2 separate regions of the Hordeum vulgare genome follow, and region 2 is linked to region 1. The links are chromatin contacts, called in public Hi-C maps. All regions are on one chromosome and are shown on one strand. The core of a region is the stretch at or near the end of the contact, and the rest is flanking DNA. Distances in the headings are between cores, read along the strand shown. Region 1 holds the start of LOC123448973. Region 2 holds the start of LOC123448976 (receptor-like protein kinase HERK 1).

What was found. Hi-C and Micro-C count contacts between places; a contact is called where the count stands out from the background.
Region 2: a Hi-C map of seedling shows a contact between it and region 1, with 4 times the contacts expected there. The contact joins the promoter of LOC123448976 here to the promoter of LOC123448973 in region 1. A contact is called at or near these places in 1 of 6 Hi-C or Micro-C datasets (seedling) and 1 of 1 datasets of contacts at active chromatin or transcription factors (embryo).

What each region holds. Positions count from the first base shown.
Region 1 is chr4H:462,337,692-462,345,519 of MorexV3_pseudomolecules_assembly, reverse strand. LOC123448973 reads right to left here and starts at 4,655. Exons shown (of 1, transcript XM_045126032.1): 1 at 3,657-4,655. The coding sequence starts at 4,409. The coding sequence ends at 3,798. It overlaps LOC123448971, which reads left to right. Exons shown (of 4, transcript XM_045126031.1): 3 at 1-1,248; 4 at 1,387-3,096. The coding sequence ends at 2,422.
Region 2 is chr4H:463,154,735-463,162,562 of MorexV3_pseudomolecules_assembly, reverse strand. It overlaps LOC123448976 (receptor-like protein kinase HERK 1), which reads left to right and starts at 3,083. Exons shown (of 1, transcript XM_045126036.1): 1 at 3,083-6,185. The coding sequence starts at 3,441. The coding sequence ends at 5,972. LOC123448975 (calcium-transporting ATPase 4, endoplasmic reticulum-type-like) reads right to left here. Exons shown (of 8, transcript XM_045126035.1): 8 at 6,356-7,163. The coding sequence ends at 6,588.

The sequences.
Region 1 (7,828 bases), core at 3,406-5,905:
TAGTATTCCTGTACAAGCTGACATTGCTTGCACTGCGAAATTTATCAAGCGTGAAGAAGTGACAACCGCCATCCCAAGTCCTGTGATTGCAACAGTAAGTGGTCAGTCTGAGTCATCAATTGCTAAATCACCGCAGTTGGAAGGTAATGTTGCCAGCCCTGTTGTTGGATTATTTGAACCAGCTAGTCAACCCATCATTTCTGCTTTGGGGCCTGCAAGCTGTAATCCTGTTAAAGCTACTGCTAATTGTAAACCAGCAGTTAATCAGGTTCATGCTCGCAAAAATGTGGCCCGCAAGCCTTGTGATGTATCCCGAAGTTCTTCCAACCCTACAGCTGAATCTTTGGTTTTCAATTCTCTGCACCGTGCTGTATTTGATGGTATGTCCCAAGGAAGTGCTTCAATGGACTTTTCAGAGGATGGTGATAATGCTGTTTCACAGTTGCCTACTACCAATAAGCCTCATGTTGAGTCATTGGGTAGTAGTCAAATTACTGAGGTTAATGACCTGATCACAGAGCCGCAGAAAGAAGATGATAGTAATATGCATCACGACTGTTTGTCTGTAACAAATAAGGTTCACATTCAGGGCACTGATGATGCGAAGCGTGTTAATATGCCAGATGTTATCGCCACTCGTTCAGGTGAGGAGGAGCATGAAAGTGGGGTTTCTGTTAATGGGAAAGCCAAAGGCAAACAATTGTTGACATCTGATAAGAATTCCCCGCCGAGTAATACTGACGTTACCATGGAAGATGTTAAGATCTCCGCAGGTGCCAGTTCAGCAGATCTTACAAGATCACCTATTTTGGGAACTTCAGGTTCCTATAAAATATATTCTACCGGACAATCTCCCAAGACATCTGATAACCCTGTCGTGAAGAGTAGAATCCCAGTGATAAAATCTGAAAGGAGTCAGTCTCCTGATGGTAAGGAAGCTGCTAATTGTAGTGAGGGCAATGCAAAAATTGCTGCTGTAAAGAGCGAGCATGGGACAGAAAAGGAAGATATTGCTAGAGGCTCCAATTTACAGCCAAACGATCCGGTTTTGGGTGAAGATTCACTTCTTGATGGAGCTTCGACCAGTCAACCAAATAATGAATCTACAGAGGTGAAATCGACAGGTGAAAGGTCAGAACACGAAAAATCCAAACCTGACTCTTGCATGACATCTTCTGTACAGAATGAAAAAGACGGACAGGTTAATGGGTCGCATTGGCGAGATGTGGCAAGTGCTTATGTTAATAGGTATGGTTCTTGTTATTATTTTGTTTTGGCAGTCATGTTGCATGTACCTGGCTGGCTTTGCCCTGTGCTTATTTATATTTCTTGATTTTATCCTTGACTGTTGTTACAGAAGGTTGTCCTCTTTATTTTTCTTTACAGGAATGAAAGATGGGAGAGGTTCATGCAGTCTGAACGAGAGAACAATAGAGAGTTCCATGGTGGCAGAGACATGAACAATCAACGGAGGATAGACCCGCGTTATCGTGGTCGTGGTGGTGGATATCATGGCCATCCAAGGAACTTCCGGGGTCCAAGAATGAGCGATGAGTCTGAAATTGACTTCGAAGATGAACCTATTGTTGGCAGAAGGAGGCCACATGAAAATGACTACGGGCACTTGCACCGAACTCAGCATAGGCGGCTGCGTTCACCACCGAATCAGATGCCTGGCTGCCTCATGAGAGAAATGGCGCATGACAGATTTTCTGGGAGAGAGATTATGGACCCTAGGCTGTTGGATCATGGGGAGATGGATGATGTCCCAGATGACATGATGGAACAGAGGTTTTTCATGCCCCATCCTCGTTCACAGCACACTCTAGGTGATCATGCATTTATCCACAGGGATAGGAGCCATTCACCTGGGCAAAGAAGGGGCGCTCCGGTTCATTTCCACCGGGGACGGTCCCCTGAAACCATGCACAGATCACCACCACTGAACAGAGGTGACAGACCATACTTACCTCATCAACGCCACATACGACGCCGCGACCCTCCATTCGACCGAGTAGGACATGACGAGAGGGGTATGCAAAGGAACATGAAGAGGTGTGGCATGCATCAAGGTGTTGAAGGTGAGACCTTTGAGCCGCCTTTACATCCCGCTCAACTAGCCGAGCTACATGCAGAGGCTGAACTTACAGAGAGAAGGAGGTTTGGGGAGAGGAGAGCGTATCGTCGATCCTTGGAACGGAGCCCCATGGGTGGCGACGAGGAGATGCTCTCGTACCACGGCGATGGCGACATCGACTTTGCCGATGGTGATGGCGGTCCACGGGAGCCTGAGGGCCGCTTCAGGAACAGAATGGAGCACAGAGGAAGGGGCGAGGAGGAAGATGGCTACAGGTACCGTGGCCCTCAGGGGTGCCGTGACGGCAACCCAAATGACAGTAGATCGAAGAAGAGGAGGTACTGACCTAGCAACGAATGAATCTGAATCTTCTACCGACTAATACATAGTGGCATTTTGATTCAGCCGCCGTCGCTTCTGTTAGCCCAATCAAGAAGTGTTTGCTGACCATACCCTCTTCCTACACTGGTTTGTTTGTTGCGTTCTTCCTCAGGAGATATGCTGCAGCGTAGTATCTACAGGCTGATATAAATGATACACATGTTACACTGATGAGACGAGCGTCATCGGTGGGCTGCATCTTTGGATCCTGGTTGGCATAATTAGCTGAAGCTGGCATGTCAACATGGTGGCGAAATTCCATTTCTCGCCAAATCGAAGCTAAACGAGAGATGGCTTGAAGCTACTTGCAGAAGCGTCCCCCTCTCTCTCTCTCTACACCTGGGCTTCACCTATTTGCGGTTGCATGGTAGGGCGCCCTGTATTAAAGTGACTTGTCTTCACTATAATTTGCCTAGTCGTTGGATCTGGAAAAGCAAGCAGATGGGATACGTAGTGCTGCTGCATAGTGGGATACGGTACGGATACCCACCCGGTTTGGATGTGGTTTAATTAGGACTTGTTGCTGTCTTCAAACCTGACTTTTTTATCTACTGTTTATTAATGGGTGTCACCACCGCCGGGCAATTTGCATCCCAATAAAAGTCCGCAGTGTGTTTGGCATTGCCCTTTTTTCTAAATGGTGGAGTGGAAAAGTAAGCAGCAGCTGCTTGAAATTTCTCATGATGGATATGCTTGTTTTGTGCGTCGGTCAAGTCTATCTGTGACCTGTCGATGTGGAAAAAACTGTTGCGACAATGCGTATCATTGGTTGCGCTGCACGCTATACGACGTGCCACTGGTTGTTGGTTGGTCGCCTGCTCAGCGAGGGCCAGGCCATGGAAATTATGCCCACCTCTTTGGATGGTGTGGTGTGGCTGTGGCTGTGGATAAGAGTAGACGACACCATCGACGTCCCGTGCGGTGGACAGAACGTGGACCAACGGCAGCGTTTGTTTGGCTCCACTTTTGTCCATTTCGTGGAAAATCTGCTGTTTAAGACCATCCGAGAAAGAAAATTCACAACATCACATTTTAGTAGCAATACCCCAGTTTGTCTCAACATCCGCACACGGCAGCCTCAACATAATTTCTTCTCAACTCAGTGGGGAATTTCCATTTTCGGCCCATGAAAGAATTTTTTATCTCACGTAAATGAAACAAGTGCGGAACTGAGGAAAAAAAAAAGGTGAGACGACTGTGAAAAAACATATCTCTGTGTGGTTAAGCAGTTTCAGTTTTTACAGCACAGCTCGGCAGCTCAGGAGGTTGTAATAAATTACAGTACAAAACGGAAGCATCCTACCGACGAGACCAAAATCAACCAACAAGAGCTAGCAGCTCACTCGCCGCTCGTCGGCGCCTTGGGCGGTGCCGGCGCCGGCCAGACGCTGATCCGCTCCTTTTCGTACTTGACGTACACGGTGCCGGCGGCGACGATCGTGTACACCTGCAGGAACAGCGTGGGCGCCTGGTGGTACTTCACCAGCGACTTGCCGGAGCCGAGCTCCACCAGCAGCAGCGCGGTGAGGCCCACCGTGGCCAGGAGGCCGTTGAGCCGCTCGCTGTAGGCGGTGAAGCCGAACTCGACGGGCAGGCCGAGGGCCGACCGGGGCTCCCGCAGCGGCACCGGCGGCAGCGTGACGGCGTTGGACTCGGCGGCGGCCTTCCTCTTGCGCGCCCCGGCGCTGCCCCGCTTCTTGGGCCCGACGCGGGACTTCAGCTGCAGGACGCGCTTCTCGAACTCCTCGTCGGCGGAGGGGGCGGTGGCGACCGGGGCCGGCGGCTCCGGTCCGGCGGCGGCGTCATCGCCAGAGCTTGCGCGGAGGGGAGGGAGCGGCGGCGCGTGGAGGCGGCCGTGCCAGAGCGGGGCGCGGAGGGTGGTGACGGAGAAGGGGCTGGAGAGCGGCCTCGCCATTGCTCCCTTGGGCGCATGTGTGCACCAGCACTTCATGGTGGCGCGGCTGCTTGGTTAGTTCCTCTCCTGGTTTGCCGCTGGTTTTGGATAACTTTCGGTGGTCGATGCGTGGCTCCGGTGCCTGCACGGGGCCTTGAAAGCTGCCGCACGTTGCAAAATCGAAATTGTAGGCGCGTTAAGTGTTTGCTTGAGAGGAAAAACGGGGTTCACCAAAAAAGAGAGAAGAGAATTGATATAAATCTGATGTTGAAATGTTATTTAAATTCATGATTAATTTCAGTAAATAATTTATAACTAGAACGAAGACTAGCATTTACTTCCTCTGTGAAGATACCACTAGGCATTAGACTATAAATAATTTACATGCTATCAGACTAGTCTTTGACCATCGGATCAAAAGCATTACATACGTCCGATCTGCTAGTTTAGTTGCTTGGTAACTGCTCCCGCAATCCATGCTCGGGTTACCAGCTTCATCTTCATTCGTTTCTACCTCCCTCACGTTGCTACCTTGTTTGGATGCCTTCTAAAATCACGCCGGCTTACTGCAGCCATGCGATGGAAGCATCATTTGTGAGAACCAAATGCGTCTGGTCTTTTAGGAAACAAATCAACTAAATTCTAGGGAATAAATTCCGTAAATGATGCTTTCATAAATATTCAAAATACTACCTGATTGTTTCTATTCCAGCAAGAGAGTATGGAATGAAAGCATTTTTCTCATTAGAGGAAAACAATCTACGTAGACTTACGCGGCATTTGTCACATGTCATGGAAGCATTGGTGCTCATTGATGCAAACACATTTTTCTTGGACCAATGGATACAAGTTACTTTGATGGAAGACGACCCGTGATGATGACCTTTGCGAGTTACAGAGAGTGTTTTTTAAAAATCTCGTCCTCTCCCGGTGTAGGATCGTAAGGATGAACGGTTCTAAAAGACCTGCTTTCCCGCACGTTGATGCACGTCGACAGTCGTGATTGAGTACACTATGATGGTGGAACAAGTTTCAAGATGAGGTAAAACCCTGGGTGTTTTAGGTGTGTCTTTGGCCGAGGCCGTAAACAATATATATAGGAGGACCAATGGCGGTACGGAGTCGCGATCACTCAAACCGACTTGGTTTTCAAGTCAAACTTGTGGGACAAGAAAACAATTCAACTTGCCTGTCAAGACATCAAAAAATAAAACGTCAAAACGAAGTCTCACCCTTGCAAGGCAACATAACGGATTTCGACGAACCATTCATGCACATGTTGCACGGACGCGTCGTCCCGGCCGTGGCCCGAGCTCGTCCATGCAAGGTGAGGCGAGCGAGCACACACGTGTTGTCTTCACTTTCTCTTCTCAACACAACACTTGGAATGATGGAGAGAACCCACTATATAAAGATGTTCAACTCTTCCTCAACTGTGGTAATATGGAACTAAATTTTAGCACCATCGCTTGCCATTTTATTCATGAGCTCATGTGAGATTTCAGAATTTGTTAATGGGTCAAGCCCATTTATTCTAACAACCCCCCCCACCCACCAGTCCCCTGTCAGATCTCAAATGCTCATTTAAAGATCTGCCTTCTCAGCACTTGTTTAATATACCAGTGTTTTAACGGAGATTGTTAAGTTAAACTTTTGACTAGAACTTTAAATTACATCCATCCATAACTTGGCAATGGACTATGCCTTAAATTGCCAGTTTTGTGTGAACGGATTTCACTTAAAATCCTAACCAGTACCTGGCTGCTAGTAGTCTACCCTACGGTTTGGAGCATATACATCATACTTCTTTGTATCTTTGTAAACTTACTAAAGATCATCCAAGTCTCAAAGACTGTGACGTTTACAATCGGAGCTCATATAGATGTGTCCTTTCAAGACCGCTGTGTAGGACAATATCTTTGCTATAATAGCCAATAGAAACACATCAAGGCATGTTGCCAACATGCCTTATAGCTTTGAGAGTTTTGCATCTTCACTTAGAGACGATCACTTATTACTCTCCTTAGTTAACCAATAGCTTGTTCTTCTCCGATCACAACTGTTGGGTTACTACTATGGTGTAACATCTATGAGTATCATACTCATCCCCCTCGATGCAATATCTATCATATTTCGTGATAATCCCTTTGTAAAGGGATTTGCTAGGTTTTTGTTTGTTTGAATATACATAACAGTTATTACACCAGATTTTCGCAACTCCCTCATAGATTTAAAGTGTCTCTTCACGTGTCTTGATGACTTAGCATTATCCTCAGAATTGTTCACTTTAGCAGTAATCGTTTGGTTGTCAAAATTCATAAGAATAGCCGATACAGGTTTTCAACCACAGGCAAGTCCATCAAGAAGTCACGCAACCATTCTGCCTCAACACTGGCTTTGTCTAAAGTAGTTAGTTCTCTTCCATAGCGGACCTTGTCAAGATGGTCTGTTTGCAAGACCTCCATGACACCGCGCCACCTCCATAAATAATTACATACCTACTTGTGGCGTAGAGTGCATCAACATCAAAGATCCAGTTCGAATCTTTATATCCTTCTAGCACAACAGGATGCCCTCATAGTGAATTCCATAGCTCATAATACCTCTCAAATAATGCAAGACCCTTTCAAGTGCATGTCAATGATCATCATTTGAGTTGGACATGAACCTACTCAGTTTGCTCACAGTAAAAGAGACATTTGGCCTTGTTGTGCTAGCTAAGTACATGCGTGAACCGATAATTTGAGAGTATTTTTAATTGATCTCTCATTTATTTCTTGTTCTCTCTAGCGTCACACTAGGATCATAAGGTGTTGGAGAAGGCTTGATATCCATAAAGCCAAACCGGTTCAAGACCTTCTCAACATAGTGAGATTGCATTTAAGTAATCTCACCCTCATCCTTAATAAGTTCGATGTTCAAAATCACATCAACTTCTCCTAGATCTTTCATGTCAAAACTCTTTGATAGAGAAGACTTGACCTCATAGATCTCATCAATGTTTGTACCAAAGATCAATATGTCATCCACACACAAACATAATATGACACTATTGCCCCACCATGGCGATAACAAACAAACCTATCGACCTTGTTAATGACAAATCCTGTAGAAGTGAGAGTTCTTTCAAACTTCTCATGCCATTGTTTAGGTGCCTATTTCAGACCATAGAAGCTGGTCCATATAGATTTCCTCTTCCAACTCTCCATTTAGGAAAGATGTCTTTACATCCATTTGATGAATGATAAGACCATAAGAGGAAGCCAAATAAAGTAGCACTGGAATGGTGGTTATTCTATCAACTGGTGAATAGGTGTCGAAGTAATCTTCGCCTTCCTTCTGAGTGTAGCCTGCTACGTCGACAGAAACCTTCTGTCGTCTCTTGAGCTTGCGTTGGTTTTCCCTTGAAGAGGAAAGGGTGATGCAGCACAGGAGAGTAAGTATTTTCCTCAGTTTGAGAACCAAGGTATCAATCA
Region 2 (7,828 bases), core at 1,834-4,333, 820 kb before region 1:
GCCCAAGGGTGCAGCGGCACCGGCTGCACACTTCATTTGATTTCATCACAAAATACATTATTGGGCAACTCACACTAAACTTCATGAGATTTGCTTGAGCATATATGGTCCCATATAAAAATATCAATAGTTCGATCTTCTCATTTTTATTCCAATTTATTTGCTACAATTTTAATTTCATTTAGTTGTAAACTATATGATTTTTATTTATTTTAGTGTAAACCATGTGACTTGCTTGTTTAATCATGTGTGATATTTAATTTATTTCAATCAATATTGTGTAGAATGGCCAGAATAAAAATTGATAAAAAAGAATAAAATGGACAGGGCAAACTAAATGGGTCGCCTCATTAGCTCTCATGGTCAGAAAAGAACAGACAACGACGGGTCCTTGCCAATGTGGCCACCAAAAAGACAAAAAACAAACATATTTTGTGTTTGTTTGAGTTGGTCTGTTGGAGTTGTCCGAAGCCTCCATGATGCGAGGTCGCCATTTGATATATGTTTGGATCCAAAATGTTTGCCCTAAGCTTATCTGGAACTGTTCCGAGCAGGGGCGAATTTGTTGTAAACCAAATGCTCTCCTCACGGTCGAATTTATCACCAAAAAGATGCTTCTAGCAAGGGCAATTTTGTCACAAGGAAAATGGTCTCAGCGGAGACGAATCCGCACCAGTGACAACGATTCCCATGATTGTCGTGGGCGCTGGGCCTTAACCGGCCGCTCCCAAGGAAAGGTTCAAACTTCGAAAAGCTTGGGGGAAAAAAGAGGTGCCATTTATCCCATGGTCCTCCGACCAGAGAGTATTATACCCCTTCCTAGTAACCACGTTCCTACACGTATCTCCGACGTAAACAGCTCACTTGATCAACTCGTTTTCTTTCCTTATGTGCGGGTCACCAACTCTCTTTTTTGTTGGTTCTTGGTTGTTAGAGAGACGGCGACGTGGCGTCCCACAACGTCGAACCGTGCACTCCGGAAAGACCAAGCCAACATTCATCAACTGAGTCGATCACCAACGCAAGCAATCGAACATGAACTCATTATTAGGCGACTACGGCTCCAAAGAAAACAAGAGCACGCACGTACGCGATCCAGAACCTAAATATTCAAGTACGCCGGATGGGGGCCGGGTCAAGGGAAACGAGCTCGATCGCAACCGCGTAACCCGTCTCTGTCCGCCACGCTCATCTCCACCTCCACCTGACCACCTCCAGCCGTTGGTTCGCTCCTTCCCCGAAGCGATCGGGTCAACTCGGGAAGCGCTGCATGCAGCTGTAGCACACTGGTGGCCCTTGAATGCGATGCATGCTTCCGTCGCCGCGCCGACGCGTACCGTATCGACGGCGACGCCAATCATGCATCAACTTGCATTATCCTGCCGTGTGCAGATGGATACTGGATAGCTCGTTCGTGCATGCATTCATTCATTCATTCCTCCCCCTTTCTGTCTCCTACACGCGCACGAACGCGACGACAGCGCTCTATACCTCCGTCTGCGTGTACAGGAGGCAGTGCCGCCGCCATAATACGACATCAAACTGTTACCAACTAACATGTGGTTGGTTGGATGATCAGAGGAACAGTGATTTTTCTAATTTATTAGTGTTCAAGTTCAAATGGTCGTATTATTATTATATTTATTTTAGATTTTTTGGTGATACATGTTTAGTGGAAGAAAATGTTTTCGTCAACGACGAGGTGTCTACAGTGACTCGATAAATTTTAAGATGATATGACAGTCCAGTCTCTCGAAGATGCTCATAGGGATAGGATCGTGTATATTCAAAAAATGAGTGTATGCATATGTATATGAATAATTTTGTCTGTACTATTTTTGAAAAAGATATTAAGATGTTCATACTATAATATTAAGATGGGCTGTGTATAATATTAAGTGCCGGCTCAATCGGGGGCGAACGGGCACGTCAGGGTCAGGGCGGGGCGAAGGAATCCTCCACTGCACGTGGAAACGGACGACGTTGGGGCGAGGCGGAGGGATGCGGGAGGCCCCGGGGCGAGGCACGCCGTCGCCGAAGACGGGCTCTAGGGGACGGCAGGAAAGAAAAGGCTATAGTAGGATACAATTTTATTTATCCAGAATATTTCGCATCATAAGTGTTTTTATACGTGTTTTTAACGATTAACTTTTAGGGAAGCCTATACTCTTACGATCTCATTACGAGCAGTGTCATCCAGTAGCCGGAGACGCGTGCACACAGCACCGGCCAGAAAAGGAAAACCAACGTACGATCCTTGCCCGGTCGTCGTGGCGCGCACGACGGTGGTACGAAAACGACGGCTGCTCCGGTCGCGTGCGGTGGTCGAACTAGGTGGTTGGAGACTTCCTCGGCCCTTCATTCCCACCGAGCCGAGCACAGCACAGTGGTCGAGGAATGGGATAAAATCAAATCGTTCCCCTTTACGTTCCTAAACAAAGCGCCACGATTCACACGACAAAATGCGTGCTGTGTGCAGCGGTTTTTCTTCGCTGTCGTTCTCATCCGCGAATGTGTCACCGTGGGATTTGACATGTCTCGGGAGGCCACGACAGAAAAGGTGCCTGGAACCTTTTCTCTGGCTTCAGTGATGGTACTAATTCCTAGCGTCATAGCACATGACAATAAGAAGCAGTTGACAGTTAAAGAGACCTAGAGGCACTCGGTCCGTTCATCACACGTTGCAAAAACTTTCTCCTTGTCTTTTTTTACCAATATATACATTGACGTTTCTTGAGGGGGAATCACACGAGAAATCTATCGAATTGAATAGATGACACGCAAGTAGTAAATCGGCGAATCAATTTGTGATTGGATGATTAAAAGACTATGATATTCTCAACCCTCAGGGTTTAAGTACCGATGCTTGCATTTATTCTTGAGGTGCTCATATGAATAGGGTATACGTGTGTATACTCCTATGAATAAATATAGGTACGCGTATATGAGTGTCTGCGTATATACTACTCCTATGTTAAAAAGACAAACAGTAAACCAGGAAAATGACGGCATTAGAAAGCTCCTGATTTTCCCCGCAAACAAGGAAAAGCTCCCGATAATATAACAAACTCGAGCCTATCTCTCCACCTGAGATCCTGAGAAAACGACACCGCAATACGCAGTGCTCCCCAGCTAATCAAATACCCCCACCACATCCAAGCCCTTTCACCACTCCAATACTCATCACAACCAAGCATCGATTCACTTTCTTTCCTGTGGGTATTAGTAGCAGTTGTTAACTCCCACTGCTCATCTATCTCGTTTCAACTCATCGTCAAGCAACAAGTGTCTCAGCACCACCTCTACAAAGAGAATCGATCGCCCACTCCGGTGATGCTCTCCAGTTTTTGCGGCCATCCATGTCCGTGAAGACCTTCGTGGCCTCCTTCTAGAGCCCCGTGCCGATCGATCGCCGATGCTTTGGCCGGAATTCTTGCACCATGCCGCCACTTGTTGACATGCTCCTCCTCGCGTCCGTGCTGCTCGGCGCAGCCAGTAGCGCGGTCGCCGGCGCGGACAACTACCTCGTCGTCTGCGGCACGTCGGCGAGCGCCACCGTCGCCCCCGGACGGACGTTCGCCGGGGACGCCCGTCTGCCCGCCAAGTCGCTGGCCGCGCCGCAGAGCGTCGAGGCCAACACGTCGCTGACCGCGGCCGTCCCGTCCGGCGAGTCGGAGCTCTATCGGTCCGCGCGCGTCTTCACCGCGCCAGCTTCCTACACGTTCGCCGTCAAGCAGCCCGGCCGGCACTTCGTGCGTCTCCACTTCTTCCCCTTCGCGTACCAGTCCTACGACATGGCCGCGGACGCCGCGTTCAACGTGTCCGTGCAGGGCGCGGTCTTCCTCAACGGGTACACGAACAAGAACGGCACGGCGGAGCTCAGGGAGTTCTCGGTGAACGTCACTGGTGCCACGCTGGTGATCGCGTTCACGCCGACGGGGAAGCTCGCGTTCGTGAACGCCATCGAGGTCGTGCCGCTCCCCGATGAGCTGATCGCCGACACGGCCAGCATGGTTGACAGGGCTGTCCAGTACACCGGGCTGTCGACGCAGGCGCTGGAGACGATCCACAGGATCAACATGGGCATTCCCAAGATCACGCCTGGTAACGACACGCTGGGGAGGACGTGGCTGCCGGACCAGGGGTTCCAGCTCAACGCCAACTTGGCGCAGCATAAAGACGCCAAGCCCTTGACCATCAAATACGACGAGAAATCGGCACTCTCCTCCGCGTTCACGGCGCCGGCGGAAGTGTACGCGACGGCGACGAAGCTGAGCACGGCGGGCGAGGTCAGCACCATCAACGTGCAGTTCAACATCAGTTGGAGGTTCGACGCCCCGGCCGGGTCGGATTACCTGCTTCGGTTCCACTTCTGCGACATCGTCAGTAAGGCAGCCATCGGAATGGCCTTCAACGTCTACGTCGGCGGGTCGGTGGTGCTTAAAAACTACGAGATTTCGCGTGACACCTTCAACCGGCTATCCATACCGGTGTACAAGGACTTCCTCCTGGGCGCCGAGGACGCCAAGGGCACGATCACCGTGAGCATCGGGTCGTCGACCGATGACAACGCGTTACCTGACGGCTTCCTCAACGGCCTCGAGATCATGAGGCTAGTCGGGAGCGCCGGCGCCGGCGCTGCCGCCGCGTCCCCGCGCAGTTCGAAGGTCAAAATCGGGATCATCGCCGGCTCGGCCGTTTGCGGGGCCACGCTGATAATGGTGCTCGGGTTCATCGCCTTCAGGACGCTGCGCAGGACTGAGCCGGAGAAGAAGCCGTCCGACACCTGGTCGCCGTTCTCGGCGAGCGCGCTGGGCTCTCGCTCGCGCTCTCGGAGCTTCTCCAAGAGCAGCGGGAACACCGTCATGCTCGGGCAGAACGGCGCCGGCGCCGGGTACAGGATCCCGTTCGCGGCGCTCCAGGAGGCGACCGGCGGGTTCGACGAGGGCATGGTCATCGGCGAGGGCGGCTTCGGGAAGGTGTACAAGGGCACGATGCGCGACGAGACTCTGGTGGCCGTGAAGCGCGGCAACCGGCGGACGCAGCAGGGGCTACACGAGTTCCACACGGAGATCGAGATGCTGTCCCGGCTGCGCCACCGGCACCTCGTCTCGCTCATCGGCTACTGCGACGAGCGCGGCGAGATGATCCTCGTGTACGAGTACATGGCCATGGGCACGCTCCGGAGCCACCTCTACGGCGCCGGCCTCCCGCCCCTGTCGTGGGAGCAGAGGCTGGAGGCCTGCATCGGCGCCGCGCGGGGGCTGCACTACCTCCACACCGGCTCCGCCAAGGCCATCATCCACCGGGACGTGAAGTCAGCCAACATCCTCCTCGACGACACCTTCATGGCCAAGGTCGCCGACTTCGGGCTGTCCAAGAACGGGCCGGAGCTGGACAAGACGCACGTCAGCACCAAGGTGAAGGGCAGCTTCGGGTACCTCGACCCGGAGTACTTCCGGCGGCAGATGCTGACGGAGAAGTCAGACGTCTACTCCTTCGGCGTGGTCCTGCTGGAGGTGCTCTGCGCCCGCACCGTCATCGACCCGACGCTGCCGCGGGAGATGGTGAACCTGGCAGAGTGGGCGACGCCATGTCTCAGAAACGGCCAGCTCGACCAAATCGTCGACCAGAGGATCGCCGGGACGATACGGCCGGGGTCGCTCAAGAAGCTCGCCGACACGGCCGACAAGTGCCTCGCCGAGTACGGCGTGGAGCGGCCGACCATGGGGGACGTGCTCTGGTGCCTCGAGTTCGCGCTGCAGCTGCAGATGGGGTCGTCAGACGGCTCGGAGACCGACACCATGTTGCCGCCGCCCGTACCCGGGAAAACGCCCCTGGTTCAGCGCAGCCTGTCCACCGCTACCGTGCCGACTGACGATGCTGCCATGACCACCAACTTGGGTGATCTAGAAGGAATGTCCATGAGCGGAGTATTCTCCAAGATGATCAAGAGCGACGAGGTCAGGTAAAGCCAAATAATGCTGCGTGGACGTTGTAAAAAGTAAAGGACATGTATATGTCAATTTTGTCTCTATAGATGTATACATGACAAACGATGTAAATTCTTTCATGTAGAAGATAGCTATATCAAATAGTGATGGAGTATTGTACAAATAAGTGTACCGTGATTTCACAAAAGTAACCTTCTATATGATCGGCACAGAGACCAAAGCTAATATGAACAGACTTGCTATCTGAACAAGGAGGAGACAAAAATATATAAACCAGGGATATATGAACAGACTTGCTATCTGAACAAGGAACAGACTTGCTATATGAACAGACTTACGTCACGCCATTGCATTCAGAGCAGAAAAAATCATGGATATAAGTGCAAGGTTACTGCAGTAAGTGGGCAAGAAACCATGCTGTATCTCCAGCACATTCATAACACCATTTTTTGTTACAAATGAATAAATGAGTCTGTTAAACTCGAGGCATGATTATGAGTTCTATAGAGTACCCTAACTTCCTTCATGCTCAACAAAGAGCAGAGCCCTCAGATCTCAAGAAAAATAATGGGGTATCACCAGACGTCTACTCCCCCGTGGCAAGCCTGCAATCTATTACTCAATCACTACCTTCTACTCTTCCTTCCGCTTTCCTAATTGTTTTCTTGCACGAGCTGTCAAGCACCGCCCAACAAACTTAAGAACCTCATCGATGAGGACCACTGGGAAGGCCACTGCTACCACCAAAAGCCATTCGTTGAAACTGAGGGGCACAATCCCGAAGATTTGGGTAAGGAAGGGCACGTAGAGGATCAAAAAATGAAGCCCAAAAGACACCGACATTGCCAGAAGAAGCCAGGGGTTCACCCATGGAGGCATGCTCAGAAGGCTGCCATCTTCAGACAGGGCATTCAGTGAGTTGAACATCTCAATGGACACCAAGACGGACAGGGAGAGGGTTGTCGCTTTTATTTTGCCACCCTGGAAGTAATCACAAGGGTTTTCATCAAAGTTGAATGTCCTTGCCCCTGCTGTGAATGATGACACATTGAAACCCTCCCATGAGGGGCACTGGCCCCAGTTTGAGAGCTGGGAGTATGAAACAAGAGTGTGACCATCACTAGCCAGATCAATTCCCAGGAAAGAGCCATGAGTGTACCAGATGATAAAGATCCCCACTGTTGCAATCCCAACATACAGCCCAATAACCTATACATATGATGTTCAGAAATTTCAAACATAAGTACAACTGCATCAATTCATAAATTAATATTCTATGCAAGTACACAAATCAATAAGGCCAGAAGGCTGTTAAATTGGTTATTCATGATTCATGCTGTTGTCTAACTTACACTCCTTATTTGTTAACCTGAATTGAGATATTGCAGGCGTAGCTGCATATACGTTCACATGTATTCTTTTTTCACAGGTACATCACTTAGACCAACAATGGGAGGCCCCATACATGTACAAGCCATTGCTTGAAAAGAATTCAAATGTTATCTTCGAAGCTAGAATTCAGAACCCCGTTCAATTAAGAACAATTTTAATTTATCATAGTGGTGAGCATTATCATCCTCATAACAAGTACTACCTCCGTTCCTAAATATAAGTCTTTTTAGAGGTTTCACTAGAAAACTACATACGGATGTATATAGATATAATTTAAAGTGTAGATTCACTCATTTTGCTCCGTATGTAGCCTTCTAGTGAAATCTCTAAAAAGACTTATATTTAGGAACGGAGGGAGTAACTTCCAAAAAGCCATAATGATGTGCCAAAAGACCACATCATGTGGATACTATATGATGGGAAATTTTATTTTCGCAAGTCCTCGGTGGATACAACTTGATTACTACTGGATCTTTTGAGTA